Regions from separate parts of the Mus musculus genome. Here region 2 is linked to region 1. The links are chromatin contacts, called in public HiCAR-type maps. All regions are on one chromosome and are shown on one strand. The core of a region is the stretch at or near the end of the contact, and the rest is flanking DNA. Distances in the headings are between cores, read along the strand shown.

Region 1 (2,700 bases), core at 112-2,611:
CTGCTCACCACAACCTCATTATTATTAATTATCATAGAGGATTTTGCTACTACTACCAAGCGTCTACCGTGGCTCCCTTGCCATGTCTGCTGTGCCTGGGCGTGTGCGTGTGTATGGTGCAGCAGCTCCCTTGCCTGTGCCAGCTTGCTCCCCTCCGTTCTTTCATACAACTCAGTAGTGATTGACAGTAGGGTGAGCTTCTCAGGCTGTGTACTAAGCACATCGTACAGCCAAGCACTTCTCCCTCGTGCTTCTGCATCAACCTGTGGGCTACGGCAGAGCCTCTGCCCTTTTCAGCAGGTGGGAACAGAGGTTCATAGGGGTCTGTAGCTCTTGTCTAGCAAGTTGGACTGACATCTTCACACTATACATTTATATAGAGAATTTTCTATAGGAGAAGGTTATACATAGAAAGAAATGTCTGTGCAGTAACAGTACAATTAATTCCATAGAGTTTTGAAAGAAAGTGACCATGATATATTGATATTGGATGAGTTTTGATAGCAGACTTACCCAAAATAGTCTAGAATGCTATCGTAGGCTGGTTCTTCATTTCAACCCACCAGTAATATTCCTAAGAGGGACTGCTTGACTCTTTCTTTTCATTATATGTGGGCCAGCTTATACAGAATATAGAACCTTGCTGCGAGCCAGGCCAGTGTTAAATAAGGGACACACACAGGAAAATGGGCGCCACAAAATGCTGACTCACACCTCTTAGCTTGTGTAAGTGGTGCCGCCAAAGTCCTCAGCGTGAATGGGCGAGGTACGTGGCTGCTCTGAGTCACAGTAACAGGACTTTGGCCATCAGCCCATTGGAACAGACATTCTGCTTACAAGGATGCCAGCCATAGAGCACTGGTGTGAAAGTTAAAAAGCCGTCTGCTTTGACTGAACTGAGCAGCATTGCAGCTTGGTACTTATGTTTGTGCCAGTTTGGCATCTGAACACTCTTCACAGGGGGGAAAAAAAAGATAACACTTTTGTCATTTTCGTGTGATTTGGCAAGGTGGAATATTCTTAAGGTGTAAATGTACTTCCTCCGTTTCCCAGAAAGGACCCCAGAGCTACCCACTGGGAATGATGCAGGGTTTTATATATGGTATCAGGCTTTTCACGGATGAGTGTGTGTGTGTGTGTGTGTGTGTGTGTGTGTGTGTGTGTGTGTGTGTGTGTGTTTGTTTTTTTGGGAGGGTCTGCTTTTTTTATCATGCCATGCCAGTTACTTTGGGACCATTAGCATATTGACTTCCTTTATGGGAACAGTTTTCTGAGGCTCAGACCAGGCTCATTGCACAGAGTGGGCACTGGGCACCGGCCGCAGACAGAGCTGAGCTGGAGGTCAGTACTCCAGCCTGCAGACTGCACACGGGCTTCCTGGGAGGCAGAGGTCAAGGATGTGGCCACAGGCCTGTGTGTCCATCAGCCCTGTTTGTGTACACTATATAAATGGTAATGTGCATAAACACCGCCCTCTCGCACTGCATAATTATATTGATTGCTGAAAAACAAAAACAAAAACAAAAAAAACCAGAAACACCAGAAACCGACCAAAATATCACAAGATGCTATTTCTAACACAACTTTGCTCTTTCTAGCTAAGTGTAGACACTTTTTTTTTTTTCCTTTAAAATTATGTGTTCTTGTTTCAAGCATTTGGATGATGCAAAACAGATTCTGTGGCAATGTTCTTTTTGCAGCCGGAAGTTATCCAGGTGAGCTCTGCGCCTCTCCCAGACTGATGCTTATTCCAGGTCTTTTCTGTTACTGGTGTGAACTTGTTTCATTTAAAAAAAAAAATCTAAAAAAAGTAAAATAAATTAAATAAAAAATAATTCAAATGACTTCTAAGGACAGCTAATTTTTGAAATTTGAGGGTTTTTTTTTTAAATGATTAGTCAAATTTAATAAGCATCAGTGAGCATTATTGTTTTTTTCTGCTTGGCTCCGAATGAAGCTGATTTCTAACAGAGACTTAGTGAGTTTTTCAGCCAAATAAAGTAAAGGCTCATTCTGAGATGTGTGCGACCCTTAATCCCAGCAGCCAAGGATGAAGTCCTCCTCAGTCTCCTACCCCAGCTTCCTCACACCCTGCTGGCCTTTGCTTCTCCCTTTGCTGCTCACCGAGCCCCCACCTCAGAGACAGCTCAGCAGTCAGACAGTCACATACAGCAAGGCTCCAGAGCCCGAAGCCGCAGCTCCCAGTCCCTCGCCTCCTGCACCCCCATTTCACACATCCTGCTATTACAGCACTTAGGTTCAGGGTAGCCACTGCTGATTTGTGTCGGCTAAAAATGGCCTGTGGTTTTTTAGGAGCAAACATCTTATTCTTCTACAGACGTTGACATTTGAGCTCAGAACCTCCACATCCATAACGTTAGCTTGTTTTTTCGTGGCTGTCTGGGGTAGTGCTCCCACTGTTTGTCTGTGACGTTCGCTCATAGGTGCTCAGGTTGGCAGCAGAGTGGCATCTGTGTTTGATGTGTTCTGACACTATTGGTGGAGTACTCACTGCTTTTCAAAGCAATAAAAATCAGTTGTCATGAGAATACTCAAATACAATTTAAGAGAAAGTTATTATTTTTCTAATTTGTGGTATCTTTATAACATATTTAAGTTTTTGTAGCTCTATAAATATTCCGATTAAACACTGGTTTCCCAAAATTCACCTAACAAGTTAAGACTTAGTATGCCCTTACC
Region 2 (2,700 bases), core at 31-2,530, 600 kb after region 1:
TTGACATACTGAAACACACAAAGACAAGCAAAACATCAAAGGCATGTTTCTTCTGAGCTTGAGAGGTCAATGCTAAGTGAAACCATTATCCTGAGAAGCCTTAAAAAACCATAGAGGGAGGAAAAAATAGGTTATACTAAAGTTTTGGCCCCAGTCAGTAACTTTTAAAATAGTCTCCCCGAGTAAAAGCATTCTAGAAAAGTCAGGGCCAGGATGGGGTGAGAGGTGTTCCCCACTGGAGGAGTTACCCAAGAACTGTACTTACACATAACAGGACACCCTTCAGCAATGAAGAGCCAATACCCAACAACTCAGATGGGCCAACACCAGCAACCCAGACAAATGTCGGATACATTGTGCTGAGTGAAGGGAACCAGACGGTACAAACACCTGATTCCTTGGGTAGGAAGACCCAGGAAAGGCAGCTGGAAGGGAAGGTCACCAGCTTAGAAGGGCGCGGGGAGTCTGGGGTGGGGGGAGGGGCTGATTATAGAGAAGGGATAGAACTTTTTGAATCGATGGGAATTTTATGCCTAGATTTTTGTGGCTTTTGAAAACTAAATAATAAAAATAGTGAACTGATCTGTTTGCCAATGGAAAACTAAAACATCCGGGGAAAGGACACGAAGAGCATACGTAGATGTTCCCGTGGAAGATGTCTGCTCAAGGAATGGGGCTGTGGCATCAACACTCTGACCCTCAGGTGACTCACGGGCCACAGGGACTTCCCCAATGCTTAAGCGATCTAAGCTTGTCAACCTCCAAAGCCAAGACTGGGCATGGGTCTTACAGCTGCTATCTTTACCTTCCTCTCTCTTTCTTCCCCGACCCCCTCATCCTTGTGTGCTCCGGCACCTCCCTACTTGTTAAGGGCTCTGGGCTCTCCCTGTGCTAGATCGAGTCTTGAGCAGAGCGGGACCTTCTTTACCTTAGCCGGCTCCTTGGTATGCTTACTTTCCCACTGTTAAGCCTGATGTGAGCTAGGCCCCGCAATCCCACATTTCTGATTCATAACCTTCCCAAAGAGACTCAGCCCAGAGCAGGCATGTTCTGTGGCTGTCAAAATTGCCATTTGTCCATTTAGAGTGGAAAGGTAGATTTCCTACACGGCTCTGGGACAATCGCAGGTTCCCCTCCTTCATGGGCCAGCCTTTGGAAATCACACCAGCTCTCTGGCCCGGCGGTCTTCTGGTCCTCGGCTTCTTTGCTGCTCTCCTCCTCTCCTCTGTGGCCCTCATTTGTCATCTCCCTTAGCACACAGGCCTTATTGTCTGTGCTCCATGGTGACTCAGGGCTAGCGTCTGTTACTGGGCTAATTAATGGCCTGGCCACGTGCACGGAAGGTTTTTCCAGGGAGGGACATGCCAGCTCTTTCTGGTGCTCTGGGCTCCAGGCTGCAGCACCCCAGCCCTGGCTGCACGTGGGAAGTCGGCCTGGGCCTTCTTCCTGCTTCAGCTCTTTCTCCTTGCTTCTCCGGGAGCAGGGAAACAATTTCCTCTTTTCATAGCAACTCAGTGGCAGGCAGATTAATGAACCTGAGCCCAGCACCGAGGCCCCAGCGTGCCAAGAATGTCTGCGGTGCATTCAGGGGTCCCAGTGGCAGGCTGCAGGAGGGACAATCGGTGACAACAAAAGACACAGGGCTGCGCAGTCAAGTTCCCAGCAGCGGCTGCTGCTGCTCCTTCCGACCCCAAGTTCCACTGCGGAAATGATCCTTCACCTCCCGCTCCTCCGGAGCCCAGTATATGGCACTCCACACTCAGAGAGCCTCAGCTTCCCAGGCGCTAGCTCTCAGGCTTCACTTCACTGTTGGGAGCAGAAAGCCAGTCCAGCCATATCCATTGGCCATGCTGTAAACACCCTGCCTATGGTGTGCCCCAGTAAGGTCTTGGGTGGAGCTGTGATGGATGGAAGGACAGCTGCTGAGGCCCACTTGTAACAGGCATGCTGCTGGTGAGCAGCTGCCATATGCTCTGTTGTAAGACTGTGAGGCCCAGACGTGAGCCAGTTGGGTGGTTTTAGGTGTGTCCCTGTCCAGGTCCTGGTCCCGGTCCCGTCCCCCGTCCCCCTCCCCTGCCCCGTCCCCCATCTCCCTCCCCTCCCCCTCCCCTGCCTCTCCCTCTCTGTCCCTCTCTCCCTCTCTGTCCCACTCTCCCTCTCCATCCCCTTCTCCCTCTCCTTCCACCTCTTCCTTCCCCCTCTCTCTCCCTTCCCCCTCCCCCTTTCTCTTCCCCTCCAACCCCCCCCCCACCTCTCTCTCCTTCCTTTCCATGGTAGTTCTTTACAAACTGCAATACAGTACTTACTTCACTAAATGAGAAACAGACAGTCCTGTGTGGGCCTAGGAGAACTTTGCTTTGGAAACACAAAGCAAAAAATGAGCCCCCAGAAAAGGAGGTTTGCAAGCAGCCTCAAAACGAGGACAATGAAGTAGTCAATAACCACATTGGGCACCAGATGCTGCCTGTGCCCTGGACCACCCGATGCCCAACCCTACTTGCACTTGGGAGTTGGAAGTAAGGTGGCTCAGAATCAACAGACTTCAGGAACAGATGAGAAATGCCACAGCAAGCTCATCTGAACGCTTTTATAAGCTCCTTTAATACCCTCTACCCGTGCCCACATATATACACACATAGACAAATACACACAAAGACATACCACACCACATACATACATAAACACATTCACACACACACA

Evidence for each region. HiCAR-type assays count read pairs that join an accessible place to other places.
Region 2: a contact with region 1 is called in a HiCAR-type map of astrocytes, with 2.9 times the contacts expected there. The contact joins two enhancer-like sites. A contact is called at or near these places in 6 of 484 Hi-C or Micro-C datasets (the N1E-115 cell line, bone marrow-derived macrophages, embryonic stem cells and 2 more), 1 of 115 datasets of contacts at active chromatin or transcription factors (astrocytes) and 1 of 9 other capture datasets (embryonic stem cells).

The regions. Positions count from the first base shown.
Region 1 is chr19:55,423,355-55,426,054 of GRCm38.p6, forward strand. All of the region lies in intron 5 of Vti1a (vesicle transport through interaction with t-SNAREs 1A), which reads left to right. Among named protein-coding and RNA genes, the nearest start is that of Vti1a, 110 kb to the left of the region's middle. Within about 2 kb of position 1,362, at least 124 of the 459 cell types and tissues checked have an H3K27ac peak or open chromatin away from gene starts, as enhancers often do. A contact at or near this core is called in the N1E-115 cell line, astrocytes, muscle stem cells and 1 more, where this site is marked.
Region 2 is chr19:56,028,256-56,030,955 of GRCm38.p6, forward strand. No RefSeq gene overlaps it. Among named protein-coding and RNA genes, the nearest start is that of Gm4470, 48 kb to the right of the region's middle. Within about 2 kb of position 1,281, at least 117 of the 459 cell types and tissues checked have an H3K27ac peak or open chromatin away from gene starts, as enhancers often do. A contact at or near this core is called in the N1E-115 cell line, astrocytes, muscle stem cells and 1 more, where this site is marked.